Regions from separate parts of the Sus scrofa genome. Here region 1 is linked to region 2. The links are chromatin contacts, called in public Hi-C maps. All regions are on one chromosome and are shown on one strand. The core of a region is the stretch at or near the end of the contact, and the rest is flanking DNA. Distances in the headings are between cores, read along the strand shown.

The links. Hi-C and Micro-C count contacts between places; a contact is called where the count stands out from the background.
Region 1: a contact with region 2 is called in a Hi-C map of heart right ventricle, with 4 times the contacts expected there. The contact joins the promoter of CCDC57 here to the promoter of OGFOD3 in region 2. A contact is called at or near these places in 3 of 47 Hi-C or Micro-C datasets (embryonic fibroblasts, heart right ventricle and subcutaneous adipose tissue).

The regions. Positions count from the first base shown.
Region 1 is chr12:817,755-822,581 of Sscrofa11.1, forward strand. CCDC57 (coiled-coil domain-containing protein 57) reads left to right here and starts at 1,580. Exons shown (of 21, transcript XM_021066370.1): 1 at 1,580-2,376. The coding sequence starts at 1,752.
Region 2 is chr12:673,530-678,555 of Sscrofa11.1, forward strand. It overlaps OGFOD3 (2-oxoglutarate and iron-dependent oxygenase domain-containing protein 3), which reads left to right and starts at 3,617. Exons shown (of 9, transcript XM_003357915.5): 1 at 3,617-3,823. The coding sequence starts at 3,750. It overlaps HEXDC (hexosaminidase D), which reads right to left and starts at 4,424. Exons shown (of 13, transcript XM_021066340.1): 1 at 4,204-4,424; 2 at 2,602-2,650; 3 at 801-933. The coding sequence starts at 4,258.

The DNA of each region.
Region 1 (4,827 bases), core at 330-2,829, 140 kb after region 2:
GGAGGGGCTACGGGGCCGGCCAGGAGTGACGAGGCCCCTTGGAGGGTGGCGACCCCACCACCACCGCTGGTTCTGCTGTTCTGTGGCTGTGTGACGCCCGGGCGCAGGTGTGTGTGCCACATCTCTCTGGGCCTGGCCCCTCAGAAGCCTTAGGTGGGGCTAGGTGAGGGAGTCAGAGGTTCTGGGATGCTGGGCAGTTGAAGTGGTGGGAGCTGGCCCTGCCGCGGGAAGCAAGGCCACGCTCCACCTGGGCTACCCTTGGGATTCGTGCTAGGGTCGGAGTCTGGGTTGGCGTTAGTGGGGGCTTCTGCGGGGACAGGGCTCTGCTGGGGTGGGTCTCAGGGCATGGACGGTGAGGTACAGAGCCTGTGTTCATTGTTCCTGTTTATCTTTATTCAAAGGAGCACGTCCTCTGGCCCCTCGGCTTTGCATAGACACACCCCAGAGCCCCTTCCCCGGGGCTGAACCAGCCCTTGTGTAGCTTCTGATCCTCAAATCCATGGGCATCCACTGGGCGTTGTCCCTGCTTTATGAAGAAGCAGAGTCCCAGAAAGTTGTAATAAGGCTGAAGCAGAGCTAGGATTTAAAAAAATGTATTGGGAGTTCCCGTCATGGCGCAGCAGAAATGAATCCGACTAGGAACCACGAGGTTGTGGGTTCCATCCCTGGCCTCATTCAGTGGGTTAAGGATCTGACGTTGCTGTGGGCTGTGGTGTAGGTTGCAGACTCAGCTCGGATTCTGCGTGGCTGTGGCTGTGGCGTAGGCCAGCAGCTGTAGCTCTGATTCGACCCCTAGCCCGGGAACTTCTATATGCCGCTGGTGCGGCCCTAAAAGGCAAAAAAATAAAATTAAATTAAAGAAATGTTTACTATTGTTGATTTACCATGTTCCACCGATTTCTGCTGTACAGCAAGTGCCCAGTTATACGCATACATACATTCTTTTCCCACATTATCCTCCATCAGGTTCCGTCGCAAGTGATCAGATGCAGCTCCCTGTGCTGTGCAGCAGGATCTCATTGCTTATCCACTCCCAGTGCGACCGTTTGCATCTACTAACCCCAAACCCCCAGTCCCCGCCATCCCCTCCTCTTGGCAACCACAAGTAGAACTAGGACTCGAACCAGGACTGTCAGGCAGGTAACCAGGTCTGGAGGCAGCAAGGTTGCCCAGGGCCTGAAGGATGTAGGTTAAAGGTCGTGGGAACCTTTTGTGGCTCCTCCAGGCAGGCCGAGCTGTTTTCACCTGCTCTCTGCACCCATAGGCTCACACCTTCCACTTTCCACGGGTCTTGAATTATTGATCTGCCTGATATTTAATACCCCCTGGACTTCCCTCAAGAGCTGCCTCCTAAAGCAGAGCCGTTCTTACTGTCAGCCAGGTTGGGATGCTCATCCAGGAGTGGCAGGACCAGCTTGGGGACTGCCCTGGGCTGCCAGAAGGCTGCCAGGGTGGAGAAAACACCGTTGGAGAGGAGGGACTGGACCCAAGACTGTGTCCCCCCCCACCCCTCTGTGCCCATCCTTGCCCGGAGCCCTGTGGTGCCACTGGCGGGGAGGCTGAGCGTGGGTGTCTCCATTGGTTGGGACAGCTGCCTTCCCTTCAGCCTGGGTGGAACCTCGGATGCTGGGGAGGGTGTCCCTAAGCACGGGTGGGGGCCTTGGCGTAAAGTTTGCTTGTTGCCTCTGTGAGAGTTTTTTTTTTCTTTTTTTAACTCTTAATTGAACACATTAACACCAAACGCACAGGTTATGAGGGCACACAAACTCAAGAATCCAAACAAGCCAAGCACACTGTGCAACACAGCTCCGAACAAAGGGCATCCCCCGCTCTGCACCAGCGGCCAGCGGCCTCGCCCGGGATGCCGTGTCGGCCTCTTCTACGGCTGGAGGAGCCACGCTGCAGGGAGAGACGCCCCACGTCCTGTGGGCCCGGGCGTTCGCCCCGCGGTAACTGTGCTCCAGCCCACGTGCAGCCCCAGGACCCCCACGCCCCTCGCATCCCGGGCCCCACCGCTGCCAGGTCCAGTCCCGCCCCGCCCCGTCCGGAGCCACCAACAGCCCGGGGCTACGAGGCGGGCGGGATCGCGGAGTCCCGCTGGGCGAGGGAGGACCGTCCCTGCGAGGAGCCTCGGCCGCCGCCCGTCCACCCCAGGACCCCGGGCCCTGGATAGTCCGAGGCCTTCCTCCCTGGGCGGATCCGCCCGAGTCCGGTGGGAGGAGGGGGCGGGAGGAGCCCGGAACCCGGCGCCGGAGCTCGCGTTTCTGGCCGGCGGGACCCGAGCGCTGCACCGAGCGCGCCCGGACCTCGGCCGACGGACTCAGGTCACCATGGCAACGCGGCGGGACCAGAGGCTGCTCGCGGCTGGCGTTCCGGGTGAGGCGCGGGCGCGGGCGCGGGCGGTGCAGGGCTTGGGGGACCGCAGCGCGGGAGGGCGCGGCCTCTCGGGCCACCTGTTGCGGGTGTCGTGCTTTCCTTGGAAAACCGGAGTCGTGCCGGCCCACCGTGCGTGGCTGGGTGCGCGATTGGTGCTGGCCTGCGGAGCCCTGTTCACCGAGCTAGGGCTGTTCCCTGCTCATCTGTTCCCTGCAGCGCCCGGCCGGCCGCCGGGGTCGGGGCACTGGAGGCGTTCGTGGGCGTCGCGCTTTGTTTTGGGAACTCGCGGTTCCCTAACTCGCCCCTACCAGGTGCCTGAAGAGCGGGGCGCTGCGGAGCCGAGAGGCTTTGCCGGGTTCCGCAGCGGGTTCCGCAGCCGGTTCCGCAGCCGGCGAGCTCGGGTCCAAGGCCAGGCAGGCTGGTCCAGAGTGATTCTTTGTTATTTGAGACTCACATACAAGTTGCAAAAGTCTAAATATACAGGATTTATTCAAACTCAGCAGTTATCTTGCGACGACTTTACCTGTTTACAGAATCCAAGCTAGGACCATCCGTGTTTTCTTCGTTTTCTCATTCCTTAATCTGGAGCAGTTGCCCAGTCTTTCCTTGACCTTTATGAGTCAGTTGTCTCGCAGAATGCTCCTCACTTTGGGTTTATCAAAGTTCCCTTACGATAACTTGTATTTTTGGTGAGAAAAACCTTACCAGTGGAATGGTGTTTTCTCTGCACCCTCTCAGGAGGCACATGATGCCAGTTTGTCCTATTACTTCTTTTAAAATGATTTTTATTTTTCCCGTTATAGCTGGTTTACAGTGTTCTGTCAGTTTTCTACAGCACATCAAAGAGACCCAGTCACACACACATGTGTACTTTCTTTTTGTCACATTGTCCTCCATCCTAAGTGTCTAGATGTTCCTATTACTTCTGATACTAACTTTGGTCCTTTGTCCTAGGTGATATCTACAAGGTGTTTGCATCATTAAGCTTCCATTTCCCCCTTTATCTATAGTAAATATTTTGTGGGGAGATACTCTGAAACTATGTACATAGCTTGTTTCTAACCACACTGCCAGTCATCTGGAGGTGAGCATTTTCTGAAAAAAATTATAAATGTACTTGCCAGGCGATGATATTTCCATTCACATTATTTCTTCTGCTTTTATTAGTTGGAATCTTTTTCTTTTTTTTGTCTTTTTAGGGCCACACCCTCAGCGTGTGGAGGTTCCCAGGCTAGGGGTCAAATCGGAGCTACAGCTACCGGCCTGCACCACAGCCACAGCAATGCCAGATTTGAGCCACGTCTGCAACCTACACCACAGCTCACGGCAACGCCGGATCCTTCACCCACGGAGTGAGGCCAGGGATCAAACCCAAATCCTCATGGTTCCTAGTCAGGTTCATTTCCGCTGAGCCATGACAGGAACTCCTATTAGTGGGAATTCTACCGTAAGGACGAATCTTCCATGTTTTAATTTATTCAGTTGTTTATGTTGGTGTAGACATTTTAATTCTATGTTTGTTTCACAGGTTATAATCCATTCCTATCATTTATTTTGGTGCTCTTGTTGTCCAGATCTGGCCCGTTCTGTTTGGTTTTTATGTCCTTTTACCCTGTGTCCTTGTCCCCAACAGTTTGAGCACCTCCTCATGTTTGACACCAAAAGATGTCCCAGACTCATCAGTGCTTCTTTGACCTAGGCTGGAATCAGGCATTTCTGTGAGGAGTGTTGGCTCCTTTTAGTTGAGAAGGTGTTTTCCATAAACCAAGATGTGGGGAGGTGTGCTGCTGGAGTGTCATTGCTTTTTGGCTTTCTCGGCGGGAGGAGCCGGGAGCCAGGACACTGCACGCCCTGTATATACATCTGTATCTATTTCTAGATCCACATGTCAGCGTGTGTTCAAAACTGGGTTTAGGAGTTCCCGCTGTGGCTCAGGGGTAGCGAGCCCAACGCGTATCCATGAGGATGCAGGGTCGATCCCTGGCCCCACTCGGTGGATTCAGGATCCTGCGTTGCCACAAGCTGCATCACAGGTCACAAACCCGGCTCAGCTCCCGCATTGCTGTGGCTGTGGTGGAGGCCGGCAGCCAGCTGCAGCTCTGAATTTGAACCCTAGCCTGGGAACCTCCATATGCTGCGAGTATGGCCCTAAAAAAAAAAAAAAAACAAATAATAAAATAATAATTTTAAAAACCCCGAGTTTATACTGAGATCTCCAGTTCCAGTCCGTCACCGCAGGGTTCGTCGCACATTTCTCTTCCTCTCGAAATCTGGCTCCTGTTGTCCTCGGCGTGGGTACCCTCCCGCTCGGCGCTAGCCTGCACGTAAAGTAGGTTCGGGGCTGCCCATCCGTGTTTCCGAGAAAAACAAACCGACAGGAGTTCCCGTCGTGGCGCAGTGGTTAACGAATCCGACTAGGAACCATGAGGTTGCGGGTTCGGTCCCTGCCCT
Region 2 (5,026 bases), core at 2,367-4,866:
CTTGGCGCTGTCGCAGTTCCTCTTTCTCCTCCCGCTCCTCCCCGCAGCCCGGCCGCTGGCCCCACGTGGGCGTTATGCTGTCAGTGGTCCAGCCCCTCCGCCTGCATCTGGAAATTCAGCGAGATCCCTGACACCGACTTTAGTTTGAGAGCCCCTGGCTTTCTCCCGTGGCCCCCATAACAAGTCACCGCACACTGGGGGCTTCAGAAAGGAAGCCTTCGTTCTCCCACAGTCCTGGAGGCACAAGTCCAGCACGAAGGTGTCAGCAGGGCTGCGCTCCCTCTGAGGCGCATGGGGAAGCCCCCTGCCCCTCCCGCTTCGGGAGGTTTCTGCCATCCGTGGCCCTCCTGGGCTTGTGGCTGCATCCACTGTCTCTGCCTCTGTCCTCGCGTGGTACCTCCCCGTGTCCCCACACCGCCTTCCCTGTGTCTGAATTTCGCTGTCCTTATGAAGACGGCAGCACTCCCCCAGGACCTCATTTCACATCGATGACACTGCAAGGACCGTCTTTCAACCAGGTCCACTCACGGATCCAACGTGTCACGTCTCTTTGGGAGACGTGACTCTGCTCACAGCGAAGCGGCTGTGGGTGTCCCCTGTCCCCTGTTTTCCCCTTTGCTGTCCTGGCTGCAGCCTGTTTTGTGAGGGCATCTGGGGAAAATTCGAAATCTGTGCTGCTGCCACCACCGCGTCCCAGCCCGGAGTCCACAGCTGCGTTCCCGGTGCCGGCCCCGGGACACGGTTCACAGCTTCAAAACCACACCCAGAGAGGCGGCGCTCTGAAGAAGAGGGGCGCTCACCTCCGAGAGGTAGCAGACCCTCGGCGGAGCGCCTTTCAGGTCCAGGTGAACTAATCGCATCTTAAATGGAGAGGAACCCGCCATGTCGCTGCTTCCTGTGAGGTCACACGGCAAAGGTCTCTTGTCCGGACACCTGTTCCCAGTAAAGAAACTGAGTTATAGACGCAGAGGTCCCTCTGGCCCCGTCCTTCCAATGTCGGTTTCGTCCTGATACCACCTAGGAGGAAACGCTTTTCACCAACAGGAAATGACATCAAGATGTTTGTGTCCACGTTCAAATACAGGGACCTCTGCCATTTAGTTGCGATCGGTCCCTGAAAACGGAATAGCACCGGTTTCCTTATAAAATGGCATAACATGTAATAACACGAGTGACTGAAAAATGAATTCTTGCTTATTTTTTTGTTTCTTGGGGGGGGTTTTGGCTGCGCCCACAGCAGGTGGAACCTCCCAGGCCAGGGACCGAACATGAGCCACAGCAGTGGCAATGCCGGATCCTGAACCTGCTAGGCCACCAGGGAAGCCCCCTTTCATGTTTTAAAGACCTTTTCCTGCATATACAAACCGTATCTACTACGCCAGTGAAAACAGACGAACATTGTTTAAACATTTCTCAGGCCCCACAATGCGATGTTTCTATAGAAAATTTATCCTCATTTTTACTCTATTTTGAATAGTGTTAAAAATAACTTCTGTTTCTAGAACTTGAGTCAGCTTGGTTGTACGGAGAAAGAAACTGCAAAAATTTATCTTAGGTCAGAGAAAAAAGTCTAGGATTCAAAATAGACCATTGATAATGTGACAAACAAATGAGTCCCAAGATTTGTCCGTGCTGACTAGTGTACATTAAAGGAAGTATCCCTAGGATACCTAAGCAAAGCAGCTGGGAAACAAGGACTTCTTCTTTCCCGTCACTAAACACAAAGGATTAGATGAGAAAAAGAAAGAAAGTCGTTGTATATTGGTCACATATTCAACTCAGTAATTCAAACTACTCATTCTGTGCAAGAATTCATAAATCCCTGACCTTAATACAGCAAGAAGATAACATAATGCACACAGAAATGAATCCGTTGGATTTTTTTTTTTAATTTTATGGCTGCACCCACATCATATGGAAGTTCCTGGGTCACGGATTGAATCCGAGCCACAGCTGCAGCAACGCCAGATCCTTTAACCCACTGAGCATGCCAGGGGTTGAACCTGCCTCTCCGCAGCTACCCAAGCCGCTGCAGTAGAAATTTCTAACCTGCTGCGTCAGGGCAGGAACTCCAGTTTAATTAAAAAAAAAAAAATTTGCATTCAAGATAATCTCAATGAGAAAATTCTTAAGTCAACTAAATTATGAGCTGAGGACTGAATGAATTTAAGACAAAGCACTTTAAAAAGCTGCAACGTTTTGAGGATGAACTGTTTTACTTTTTAAAAAACCAAATCTATTTTCCAGGGAATCAAATTAAAAGGAAAACATGCGAGCTAAGAAGTTTTTTTTGGTTTTTTTTTTTTGTCTTTTTACGGTCACGCCCGGGGCATATGGAGGTTCCCAGGCTAGGAGGCTGATTCAGAGCTGTAGCTGCTGGCCTACGCCACAGCCATGGCAACGACGGATCCTTAACCCACTGAGCGAGGCCAGTGATTGAACCTGCGTCCTCATGGATACTAGTCAGTCGTTTTCGCTGAGCCGCAATGGGAACTCCCGAGCTGAGAAGTCTGCATGCCTGCCCTGTGAGCCTCCTCGGGTTCAGAGAGAAATCCTGTCATTCCTGCAGCCCCGGGGTAGCAATGAACGCAGACGTCTTACCTGCAGCAGATGCACTTGGAATTGTTTACCAGCGTGAGGTGCTGCAAACCTAGAGGAAGAGGGAGAAGTCAGTACTCCATCTTCTGTGTGTGTGGCTCCATTGCTTTGAGTCCCTCCTCCATGAGTTCTACAGAAATGAAACTATTTCAAAGACTTGTCAACTGTCACCCCTGTTCTTAGACGACCCGCTAGGCCCACAACTGTCCCTTCTAGGTAAGTTGCCATGAGATGGCGTCTGATTGCCCCAGTTTCAGGACTGCTGGGCTGATCTCTTTTCTTGTCCAATGAGTCTAAGAAGGTTTTCTTTTCCCCCTGTACCAGTAAACTACTCACCTTCTTCAGACTTAACCTTCATGAATGAACCTCCCTGCTAATTCCACTCTTTCAGAATTTTAGGTATCCTGACAGGGCTCCTTAAGAGCTTACGTCTTGCCCACTGGATGGAAGGTTCTCTAGGGAAATTGAAAGCTGTAAACAAAGCAGCAGGTGAATTCCTGCTGCGGTGAAGTGGGTTAAGAATCCCACTGAAGTGGCTCCAAGGCTTCGGGTTTGATTCCATGCCCTGTGCAGTGGGTTAAAAGGGTCCTGCTTGCTGCAGGTAGGTCGCAGCTGCAGCTCGGATTCAGTCCCTGACCTGGGAATCCCCATATGCCATAAAATTGGGTGCAGCCATAAAATTAAAAAACAAACACAAACCCAAAGCAGCAAGTCCTTAGAGATGCAGGTGTACAAAGCACCAAATGGGTACAGGGTCCTCAGATGCGGCACGGGCCCAGGGAGAGGGGCCTGGAAACCCTCCGGGAGAGGCCTGGAGACCCCTGGGGAGCTGGACCTGGACCGGAGACCCCGGGAGAGTGCGCACGGCAGGGCGAGGACACACTTCAGAGAAGGCTCAGAAGCTCGTCCGGTTCCGTGGAGCGGGCAGGTGTGCACTGCAGAGTGCGCGCCAGGTCGGCGTTCAGGTCCCCGCCCCGCACCGCTCGGCGCTCGGCCTCCGATTGCTCCGGCCTGACCAACAGGCCGGAGGTCGACAGCCGAGCGCGTCGCTCCGGGTCCGCGGCCGCGCCGGCCTCGCACTGCCTCTCGCGGCGCTCGTCCGGGCTCGTGGGGGATCCCGCGTTCCGCACAGCGCTGCGGCGGCCCGGCCAATGGCACCTCAGCGGAGGGGCGCGCCCAAGGGGCCCGAGGGCTGCGGGGCGGCGGAGCGCGGGCGCCCGAACAGGTACCGGGCAGCGGGGGGGAGCGCGCGGGCGGCCCGTGGGCGTGGCCAGGGCGGAGGGGCGGGGCCTTCCCGGCGGGTTGTGGGCGGGGCCTTCCCTGGGACGTCGCGGCGGCGTGGGTGTGGCCTTGCCGCCGGGGCGTGGCATGTCCTTGAGCGGACCGGGAGCCGAGAGGGGCGAGGCCTGGCCGGAGGGCGGGGGCTGCCCGTGGGGGGACCGTCCCTGACCGCTTTCCGCATGTGTATCGCGGGCTCCACGCCGCGCCTCCTGGACGGGGACAGCGGTCGTGAGGCCCCCCTCGTCTGGTCGCTGGGCTTTCCTTAGGGCTGTGCACACGAGGGTTCACCGATGGGTGGCCCGCTGAATGAATAAATGATCTCACCATAGCCTTGGAGAGGATTCTGCCGAAAGCTTTCAGAGCCAGGGCGTATCTTCATCCTTCCAGGATAAATCACCGCGTAGTCGTGCTTGCCCCAGGGGCCGTGGACCTTACTCCCAATTCCCTTCTGTTTTGGCAGAATTCTCAGGGTACAGCTTGAGCCCGCTAACCCTGAACAGGGCTGGGTTCTTGTTTTGAGGAGAGGCCCCACCCCCTCAGGGGGGTGTTGCATCCGAATCTGGCCCAGGAGGCTCTTCCCCCTCTCTTGTCTCCGCACCTCCCTCTCCAGGAGAACTGTAACACCCACAGCTTTGTACCTCTCCTTGGGGTTCCAGCCCTTGCCACTGAGATGGGGGGTGCCGTCCCTCTGCCTCCTTCGGAGTTCTTGGGAAAGAGAAGTGATGGGCCCGCTGGAGTTAGGTGTCCACCTTGTTCTAATAAGAGGAGGCCAGGTGGGCTGGAGGCTGGACGGCCGTTCCGTGGTGTGGGGATGGGGGAAGGGGTCTTCGGGAGCTGGGCATCCATGCTCCCCGTTTAAGAGGACCGGTATCTGTCCAGCATGGTCTGACTGAGCTGTGCGCCCCGTGGGACTCATTTAATTGGATTTCATGTGTTACTTATAGAGCAGTTAGAGGTGGGAGGGGCGTATAAAAATAGAAGGCAGCCTTCCTGCTTTTCAGGAATCGACCTTGCACTTGAAGGAACAAGGTGCACCTCCATAAAAGGATTCCCGGGTCGGCTTCTCATTTCTGCCCGTCTAAGCCCTACACATGTTTCTTGGGTAACAGAGCACACGAGTGCTCCGTGACACGAAGTGAGCACAGAC